2 separate regions of the Dromaius novaehollandiae genome follow, and region 1 is linked to region 2. A link is a contact called in public Hi-C data. All regions are on one chromosome and are shown on one strand. The core of a region is the stretch at or near the end of the contact, and the rest is flanking DNA. Distances in the headings are between cores, read along the strand shown.

Evidence for each region. A called contact is a pair of places that touch in the nucleus more often than the background predicts.
Region 1: a Hi-C map of liver shows a contact between it and region 2, with 19 times the contacts expected there. The contact joins the promoter of CELSR1 here to the enhancer-like site in region 2. A contact is called at or near these places in 3 of 4 Hi-C or Micro-C datasets (brain, liver and ovary).

What each region holds. Positions count from the first base shown.
Region 1 is chr1:13,721,164-13,726,739 of bDroNov1.hap1, forward strand. It overlaps CELSR1 (cadherin EGF LAG seven-pass G-type receptor 1), which reads right to left and starts at 3,895. Exons shown (of 35, transcript XM_064506072.1): 1 at 436-3,895. The coding sequence starts at 3,613.
Region 2 is chr1:13,535,902-13,540,950 of bDroNov1.hap1, forward strand. No RefSeq gene overlaps it. Among named protein-coding and RNA genes, the nearest start is that of TRMU, 22 kb to the left of the region's middle. Within about 2 kb of position 2,595, at least 2 of the 2 cell types and tissues checked have open chromatin away from gene starts, as enhancers often do.

The sequences.
Region 1 (5,576 bases), core at 2,645-5,144, 190 kb after region 2:
CTTTTTTTAACAAAAGAGAAAATAAAAGTGGGGGAAAGCTCTCCAAAGCCATGATGTCAATAGCAACTTTAAGCATTAAAGATATGTCAACCAGAGGTGTGCATTCCCTACATCTTTGCAAGTTAGGCCACTCATTAGCTTTATTCATCATGTGAGAAATGCTTCAGTACCATCTAAACTGAGGGAACACATTCCCTTCGACACACACTTGTGATCTACATCACTAAACAGCTTCAACACACCACCACTTCAATCCACAGCACATGGGCTTCACACATTTTTGTGGTTCCTCTGCAAGAATTTCACACACAACTTGCTGCATCAGGAAACTGAAGGTTGCACACTAAACTGCATGTAGCCTCTTTCTGCCCATGCCAGCATATTGGTCGAACAAGCAGATTTGCACACTTTATTACTATCTGTATGCTTGCTTACCTGAGACTGACACTTTCATGAGGGCTTCCAGGGGTCTGTTGTTGTCCAGATCTCGACTGAGTTTGAGTTCCCCAGTGGCAGAGTCCAAAAGGAGCAAATTTAATTCATTGCCTTGCACAAAGGTGTAGGCTAGGCTGTCAGACACATCGGGGTCATGAGCTGGGATCTTGCCAATCACACCAGAGGGGAAGCTATTAGACTTGTTGGTCACGTAGTTGTTGAAGAGGATCTGGAAGTCTTGCAGTACAGGTGGGTTATCATTCTGATCCAGGAGGCGGATGTGGACCGTTGCTCGGCTGACAAGAGGGGCGGAAGTGGCCTGCACCACGATCACATACTCCGTCCGGCTCTCATAATCCAGGTCCATCAGGGCCGTGAGGTCACCGTTGAGCAAGTCTAGCTGGAAGACCTCAGGGATGTTGCCCTCCACAATCTGGTACATGATCTGTGCATTGGTTCCCTCATCAGGGTCGGCTGCACTGATCCGTGCCACAATAGAGCCCACAGGGCTGTTCTCCTCCACAAAGATGTCAAATTCATCCTTCTCAAAGACAGGAGGGTTGTCATTGATGTCCAGCACAGTCACCTGGATATCCACAGAGGCTTTCAGGGGTGGGCTGCCCCTGTCTACAGCAAAGGCCCGCAGGCTGTAGACGGCCACGTTCTCGCGGTCAAGCTTGCGCAGTGTACGTATCACCCCAGAAGTGGGCTCGATGTAGAAGTCTCCATCTCCATCATCACCACCTTGGAACGTGTAGAGGAGACGGCCATTGAGGCCTGAGTCACGGTCTGTAGCAGACAGCTGCAGGACACTGGTGGAGAGCGGCACATCCTCAAAAACCGAGCCCTGGTAGCGGTCGCGCAGGAAGCGGGGCGCGTTGTCATTGGCATCCAGGATGAGGATCTCAACATAGGTGGTGTCGGACTTCTGGGGAATGCCATTGTCATGGGCTGTAATGGCCAACGTGTAGGAGGCCTGGTCCTCATAGTCCAGCTCCATCAGGGTGGTGATGGTGCCTGTGTCAGGGTCAATGCGGAACTGGGGGATGTTATCATCCAAAATGTAAGTGATCCTCGCATTCTCCCCCGTGTCTTCATCAGTGGCACTGATGGTAACAATAGAGGTGCCAATGGGCTTGTCCTCACTGACGCTCACGGTGTAGTGGGAGCTCTGGAAGACTGGGCGGTGCGTGTTGGCATCTGTGACATTGATGAAGACCTGCACGGTGTCAAAGCGAGTGCCATCCGAGGCAGTGACTGTGAGCACATACTGCCTTTCCTGCTTGTAATCCAGGGGCAAGGCCAGCGTGATCAGTCCCCCTCCGCTCTGACTGGTGATAGCAAAACGGTTCCTGGTGTTGCCACTGGTGATCTGATAGGTCACAACACTGTTGACATCCCTGTCCACTGCTGTCAGGGTCACGACACTGCTGCCCACAGCCGCGTCCTCGTTCAGTCTGAGGTGATACACCTTCTCAGTGAACGCAGGATTGTTGTCGTTCACGTCCAGGACTGTGATGGACACACTGGCTGAGGAGGTCATGACCGGCACACCATGGTCCCTGGCCTCCACCCCAAAGTGGTAGTTCTCTACAGTCTCTCGGTCCAATTCTGCTGACACCGTGATCCACCCCGTGCTGTTGTTGATCTGAAAAGGGAACCCAGAGTCGCCCGCTATGGGAGCACTTCCAGCGGGTGGTGTCATCTCTATAAGTTTGTACTCCAAGCGTGCGTTCTCCCCAGAGTCAGCATCCACAGCCTGGACATGCAGCACCGAGTAGCCCAAAGGAACGTTCTCCAGCACCGTGGCCTGGAAGGGAGTGCTGACAAAGATGGGGGCATTGTCGTTCACATCCACGACTTGCACTGACACCATGCCACTGGAGTTGATTAAGGGAGGCCTGCCCCCATCCTGGGCTTTGATCCGCAGCGTGTACTCCCGAATAGTCTCATAATCCAGAGGGTTGATCAGGTCGATGGCGCCAGAGAAAGAGTGGATGTAGAACTGACCTTTCAGGTTGCCACTCACAATGCTGTAGTGCACCTGGGCATTGCCGCCCCGGTCCCGATCAGTAGCCTGCACCTGCAGTATCTGACTGTTCACTGGGGCATCCTCTGGCACCTGGATCAGGTAGCGCTTCTCGCTGAACTGAGGGTAGTTGTCATTCTCATCCTCCACAGTGATGTGCACCATAGCTGTGGCACTGCGAGGTCCCGGGTCCTTGCCCTGGTCATTAGCTTCCACCACCAGGTGGTACTCAGAAACCTCCTCGCGGTCCACCGGGGCTCGGGTCCTCACGACCCCAGAGCGCGGGTCAATCTCAAAGACGCCGTCGCCAGCTCCTGGCTCCAGCAGGCGGTAAAGCATGTTGGCGTTGGCTGGGGCATCACCATCGGTAGCACGGATAGTCAGCACCTCATAACCCACCTCCAGGTTCTCCCGGATACTCTCCCGGTACTCGGGCTGCTCAAACACCGGCTCGTGGTCATTGGTGTCGCTCACAGTCACCGTCAGATAGGTGGTGGCCGAGCGGCGGCGCGGGGAGCCGTGGTCGGATGCGGTCACTTTGAGCACGTGGGTGTCCTTCGTCTCCCGGTCGAGGCTGCGGGTGGTGACCACGCTGCCCGTCTGGGGGTCAACGGAGAAGTAGTCGTTGGAGCGCTCGTCGAAGAGCGCCTCCATGGAGTACGCCAGCCGGCCGGCCTCCCCCTCGTCGGGGTCCTGCGCCCGCAGCACGATCACCGCCGTGCCCGCCGGCTCGTTCTCGGGGATGGAGACCTGGTAGCTGGGCAGCTGGAACTGCGGGGGGCTGTTGAGGCTGCGGCGCCGCCGGGCTCCCCGCCGCCCGCCGCCCTCGGCCCCCGCCAGCCCGGGCCCGCGGGGCTCCGTCGCCGCCCGCCGCCGGCCGCTCAGCGGACAGGGCCGGGCGCCCCGCGCCGCCGGCAGCGCCCCGCCGTCCCCCCGCGGCGGGCGGAGCGGGGCGGCCGCCACCCTCAGGCGCCCCGCGGGCGGCAGCGGCGGCGGCGCGGCGGCGCCGCAGCGCCCGGCGGCGCCCGGGGGCAGGTGGAGGAGCGGGGCGGCGCGGGGCGGCCGCGGGTCCCCGCCGCCCGCCCGCCCCAGCGCGCACAGCAGCGCGGCCCAGGACACGCAGGCGGCGGCCGCCGACAGCCGCGGCATCTCCGGGGCTCAGGGGGCAGCGATCGCGGGCAGACGGCTCCCGCACAATCCATCCACGCCGCCGCGCCGCTCACCGCCCTCGTCCATGGGCAGCGGCGCCGGGCCCCCGCCGCGCTGCGCTGCCCGCGCCCCGCCGCCGCCTCGCTCCGCGGGCGCCGCCGCCGCCCCGCAGCGCCGCTGCGGGCGCCGTCCCCGGGCCCCGCGCTGGAGAGCTCCAACTTTTCCACCTTAAACTTTGAAGTGAGTTCAAAATGGCTCCTCTCCTCCTCCTCCTCCTCCTCCTCCTCCTCCTCCTCCCACCGCTGCTCCCGAGAGGGTGATTAGCATAAACCTGCTGCTCCTCTCTTTCTCCCAAAGGAAAAAAAAAAAGAGAGAAAATTAAATAAAGAAACGGGAAAGTCACCCTCCGCCGCGGCGCGGCCCCCTCGGCGCGCAGCGCCCCCTCGGCGCGGCCGGCACCCGGCGCCGCGGTCCCGCGTGGCTCGCCCCCGCCGACGGCGCCTGCCCGGCCGGCAGCCACACAGCGCGGCCGCCCCGTCGCTGCGGCCCCGCTCGGCGGCGGCGCTCGGCGGTGCCGGCGCGGGGGCGCTGCCCGGGGCGGGCTCTGCGCCGGCCCCGCCCGGCCCCGCCCGGGCGCCGCGGATCGGCCCGGCCCCGCCCGGCCCGGCTCGGCTCGGCCCGGCTCGGCTCGGCTCGGCTCGGCTCGGCTCGGCGCGGGCGGGCGGGCGCGGGACATTTGCCGCGCAGGGGCACCGCGGGCTCCGCAGCGGGATCGCGGCCAGAAGGCGCCTGCGGAGGCTTTGACCCGCTTGCCCGAGCAGCGGACACCTGATTTTAGCTGCCTTCTCGGGTTTGTCGTCCAAAACAAAACTGAAGTGAATCTAAAATAATTTTTTTCATTATTTCCTGCGAGAAAGAAAGAAAAAAAAAAACCGTGCAATTCCTTTTCAGAATAAAGTGGTTACAATTTTTCCCCCAGAATCGGGTTTCCCCCGCCGATCGCAGTTAGGCTCTGCAAGTTTTCTGCCTTGCACTGTGTCCTAGCGTTTACTCTCTGCTGCCACGCTCACGCTCTGCTGTGCTCTGTGCGCAATACCAGGTGCATAAACGATTTCTTTGGGGCGCTTGCAAACAGTTACGTACAAAATGCAAACTTAGGTAGTTTTGTGGGACGAAGCAAAGCCAAGCCCCTCACTTAACTATTTCGCCGGCGGTGAGGGGTGTCAGCTCCGTGAGCTGATGAACGCTTTATATCATTTTGCCTTTTTTCACTCGTGCGCGGCAGCGGTGCATCCGTGCGCCTGCAGTGGCCTCTGCCGGGGGAGCCGAGCAGCGGGGCCGCCGCGCGGGGAGCCGGGGGCTGCCCGGCCTCGCGGTGCGTCGCGCTGCAGAGCGCGGCGGCCCGTGCGTGACGGCCTTTCCTACAGATGCTGAGAAGACCAGCAGGTAATGAGCAAAAGCCACAAAATGTTCCAGACCAGGATTTTGTAATACGCCGTGCCTTATATCAGCTGGAAGGCAACTTTCAGAGCAAGCTGTTACGGTCAGTTTAGTGTCTTCAGCACGTGCAAGAAGACTGTGGAAAAGCACATTCTGAAAACTCCTCTCACCCCCCGAACTGCATTATTCCGAGGGGAAAAAAAGGATTATTGCCAATATGTCTGACGGGGAGGGGGGGGGGGGGAGGAAGCTTTTCAAATTGAGGTTTTGGAGGCTGTTTAGCTGACTCAGCCCTACCTGGTTAGGTGGTTTTTTATGGAATATGGAAGCTTAATTACATTTTCAGATCCTTTGATGAATAGTTCATCAAAAGGAAGAGGAAGGAAATAGATTCAAAAAAAAATTAGACATAGCCTCCCCATTATCGAGTCTGGATGAATGTTGTGATCTGTTTTACACTCACAAAAATCAGGCAACTTACCCTCATTGCAATTGCTGTAAATCACAATAATATTAACTTGGG
Region 2 (5,049 bases), core at 1,345-3,844:
CATTTCAAGCTTCAGCACCAGATGGCACTGGGACATCGCACCGAGCCATTTCACCTGAGCAAGACTCGCCGCTCAGAAGTGGTGGGTTTAGGAGCTAACGTGCCCGTGACTGTGACCCGCTTCCTTTTCGCTGGTTTTGCTGCCCGGTACATCGGAAGAAATGTGACACTGTGTTTGCTTAAGGTCATGATAACACTGATACCATAATTTCCCTGTAAAGATGAGCTGGCAGTACAAGTCAGAACAAAACTGCCCCAAGAACAGGGCAAACAAGCACTGGTAGGAAAAAATTGGTTCCTGCCTGTTCTCGCCCCCCGAGCCATGCTGCGCCGGGCATTAGCTTTCACAGGCGTCTCAGACTTCATCTAACACTTGATTGGCTGGTTGTAAAAAGGAGATTTTGAAAATTAGTCCCAGTTTCTTCGCCCTTACTTGGGTGTGTGTGTGGTCTGATGAACACTAATGTCTGGGTTTGGCTTATTGAATCTCCAGGATTTTTCTTCTCTTTCTCTTCTCAAACATCTTGAGTTTTACCCAACGTGAGTTAGAGAAACTTGAAAATGGGAAATGTTAATGGAATATTCATTCTGGGTAATTTTACAGCATATAGAGTAATTTCCTGAATACCAAAGAGCTTCAAATTTGCTTTGAAAATTTAAGATCTAGCCTTGAAACTGAAATACCTGGAGAGATTCCCATGGATCTCTGTGTGGATGGTAGGACTTACTAGCAACGCAGCAAGAAGGTGTCAGCAGGAGAGACCGAGGAGTTAGAATCAGTGATTTTTTTTTTTCTCATTTGAAAGACTTCAGAGAAATTAGAATCTAAAATAATGACTAGTAACACCGATCTCTCTTCAAGAAACTGTAACTCTCAAAGGATGAGTCCACAGTCCCATTGCAGCTCCTGACTAATGGCAAACCAGACTCAACCAGCTCGGCATGGTTTCATTAACCTGGATGATAACTTGCATAAAATTAGAAATGTGAAAGAAGAATAAAAATGACTAGTGTACAGCAACGTCCCATAAATGGATGTGAGGCATCTGATGGATTTAATTTCAGTGCTGGTTAAAGGCAGTTTTTACTGTAATCAAGGTACTTAATGTAGGAGCATTTCACTGTTCACACGTTTTTATATATTACTCCTGCTCCAGGAGGACTCTCTACAAGTTGTGTCATGTCAACCTGCTCTGTGGAAGAGAAAACCTGTTAGCAAATTTGCTATATGAAGTAAAACTGTGAAATAAATTTATTTCAAGTTTGAAAGGTTTCAGGCATGGCTTTTAGACTGAAATCACTTATGTGCTATTTTTATTACAGGTAACTGTAGAAACAAAGCAGAGTAGCCTACACTGATTTTAAATGTTAGACAAGGTGTTTTTATGGTATAAGATTTTCACCATGAACTAGTTTTACACCTCGCTTTTAAAGTGAAGAAGGAGATAACAGAAAAAAAAAAAAAACCCAACCCTCTATGAACTGACTGATAATCAGGTGTTGAACTACGTTTCTGTAACCTGGCCATTTCTTGGAGCCGGGACCATCTCTATTTGGCGATTCTTGTCTACACTGAAGTGTAACGACAGTGCTCAGACTGCAGCGAAACCAAGAGAAATTGCCCCTTACCTGGGAGGGTTTGAGACTGATGACTTTTAAGGTGGTTCCATGGAAATGAGCTGGTTATTGAATCAGAGGATAAGTGTGAATCGCAGGGTAGGCAGAATGTATAAATATTTTCTAAGTACAAAAGACTGATCCCGGGAATCAGAGCAAGTGCCTCCGCTTGCAGACTGCCTGCCACAATTATCTAGCCCCTAAATTACGCTGCGCTTCCACAGTATCCGACTGCCAAGGTTCAGACCGCTTGCTGTATTAGCATCTGTCATTAAAATATAGCCGCACAGAGGCAAGCTTTACCCCTTGTGAAGTTAGAGAGAGACAGGAAAGATAAATTGTACGTATCTATGTCCCTCATACTGGCAAATTAAGCACTTTTTGTTTTCTGCTGATGGTATCAGAAACACCGCCCTCCTCTGCCTGCCTTCACCAAGGAAGGGAAATGGCAGGAGTAGGGAACTCTTTTTACTCATTTTGATTTGCACGACCCTGGCGTTGCTGGTGTGCTATTGAGGCAAAAAGCATGGAGTACAGACGGCTACCGAGAAAGCGTAGGGAGCCACGTGTCTGTCATGTCACTTGACTGAGGTAGGGAAGCAGGAGCTGCGTTTGGTTTGCGTGTGGCACGTGGGGACGAGCCCCGCCGGGAAGACGCCTCCTCTCGGGCTCCCGAAAGAGCAGAGCCGCGCGTCGGGATGGCTCTGGCAGCACGGCAGTTGCGGTCCTCATTCCTTTGGCAATTTCATTTCAGTGACAAATTTTCATTACCATTCTGCAGACATTTTTCCCCAGAAATGTGTTATCTCATGCAACTGGAAACAAAGGAGTTAACCGTCCCAGGGTTTCTTCTTTGTTTTATCCAGTCAATTGAAATGTGTAATAAAATTTACTGATTTTTCTCAAAGCCAACTTGCATTTTACAGGGGTGATTTACTGCTTCACCTGGAAACGTATTCCCGTCACTTGCTCTCAGACACATCTGTTGCTGTTTTGTGCTGGATTCAGTCGGATGTTCTAACCTGAAGGGCTGGGTGGAAGGGATCCAGGGGAAAGGGATATTTATTTCCCTTAAATCCAGCTATTCTTTACCCACTCAAAACATGCTGTCCTTTGGACAGCTGCTTTTATAACTAATGAAATTGCTGCTGTAGGTTCGTTCTTTTTTTTAATTTGATGAACCTGTACTAGAAATGCAGCTGTTTTGATTAAAGTGCACTCTTATCTCCTTGTCCCTTCAGGGTGCTTGCGCCGTCGGAATTATTTTATAATAGGTGGCTTAGCATGTGCCATAAACCTTTTTTTTGCTTTCTGAGTAATCGTGTCATCATGAAACACGTCTGTCTGAGTCTCTGTCGCAAACCTCCTGGCCGGCTTAGCGCCTTGCTCGTTAGCTTTGGAAGACTTGTTGCCGCTGAGCGATTTGGCGGCAGCACCGAGCAGCTCGGCAGCGGGAGCCGTGGGTGTCCGGGCGCGCTTGGACACGTACAGCTGTAGCCGTTGCTTCTCTTTGAGTATTATGTGGTGCTTAACGAAGGGGTCCGTCTACGGCATTTAGTGTTTTTGTGTGATCTCACCCCACGCGAGGCGGGGCTATCGCAGCCGCCCGCAGCCTGGGCTGGACTGGGGAACCGTGCAGGGAGGGGGGGCGAGGAGACGCTTGGGCATCTCCCCAGGCTGCTGGCAGCGCTGGGTGGCAGCGGGGCACAGGGCGAGCGGGGGCCACCATTTTGGGCTGAATCCTTGGGGGAAACGGTGCTTTCTCACATCAGGACCGCTTTGCTGTGTCTACTTATTTCTGCTTTGACGCTAAACTGCCCTGTTTATCCATGCACAGAACTTCACATGCTTGTTATTTCGAGTGCATTCATATCCAATAAAAATATTTTAAAACCCTACTGTCTTGCTCGCAAAATTTGATAGTAGTTAAATGCTAACAAGATCATTAAAGACAGCCTTCCAAGGAGTGACTGTCAAATGACCAAAAACAAGAGCTTTTCCTACATGTTAGCCAAAGATGTTGGTATTTTTGCAAGCTGTTGTATTTGAAGGGGGAAAAAAACATAAGAAACTAACCCAGGAGGGAGCCCAGCTGGACAGGGTGCAAGGGTTTCAGCGGAAGAGAGTGGCAGCACTGGGAGGAGGGTGCTTGGGGGGCCCTGCTGTTGCAGGAGTGGGTTTGCTTTACCCCTCGGCTGTGCTGCAGCCAGGCCTCCACACCGTCACGCAGCAGCGGCCGGCGAGGCACGGCACCTGCTCGCTTGACGCACAATCCTTTTCTTTCTTCTCCCTCCTTTCTTTTCTATTCTGCCCAAGCAGCCTTTCGGGACTGGGCAGAGCATGGGATATTTTTATTTGAAGCAGCAGGTACCCTATTCCTGGCTGTGCCTGAGAGCTAGTAGGGGGCAGAGCAGGCTCTTGGTCCCACCAGGGGAATTGCGAAGCTGGGCAGACAACAGCCGGGCACAGAGCCCCAGGAAGAGTCTTGAGGGTACCCCAAAATAATCCCTTTTTAAGTATTTAGAAGGTAATAAAGAGGTAACACAATCTCTTTGCAATCCATCAGACTAATCTAATTTTCTTCTTTGATAAGGTGCCTGGCAGGGTGGATGAAGGAGCAGCAACAGATGGGATGGGTATTCAGTGTATCTTTTGACGCTGTCCGACACTATGTTCTTGTAAACAAAATACGGCCAGTGCAGTCTGACATTGATTGGTATGAGGTAGGTGCAAAATTCATGAAAAGGTCTCTTGGCAAGAAGGGAGGTTTTACAAGATCTCTCGTGGGGTTATTTTTATTTGATATTTTCACTCAATGTTTGAATGATGAAAAGGTAGCTGGTAAAAGCTGCAGATGTGACCAAAGAACTCCAGGCATCCCGAAGGACAGGGCTGAAAGTCAAAATGAGTTTGAGAAGCTGGAAAGCAAATCCGAAATCAACACACTGAAATGGACAAGAAAACAGGTGCAAATTTCTGTTTTCAGCGAGGAAAAGTGAACTGCATAGAGGCAAAGTGGAGTGCAGTAGCAAGGTGGATGCTCTGCTGAAGAGGCTGTGGGTACCGAGTGGCTCCCAGATGGGACCTGACTGAAAAGCAGTGTTTTCACTGGGCTACTGGGGAGGTTCTTCCTCTTCCCTTCCTCTTCTCCTCCTCTTCTCCTCCTCTTCTCCTCCTCTTCTCTTCTCTGCTGGTGGGCACATATTTTGCATTTTGCAGGAAGCTCTGATCTCTCTTTGACCTCTCACTGTCTCCAAAAAACAGATGCGTTAGACATGGGGTTGGAGAAGGGCAGGAAGGAATATTAGAAGTACAAAAATGTTTTTGCGCAAGGACCAGTCACAGAGATTTGAACTTTGTAGGTGGAAAAAGAAAACTGCAGAGGTCAAGGGTGAGGCCTGTCTTCCCCTTTGGCCTAAACAGCCTGGGAAAA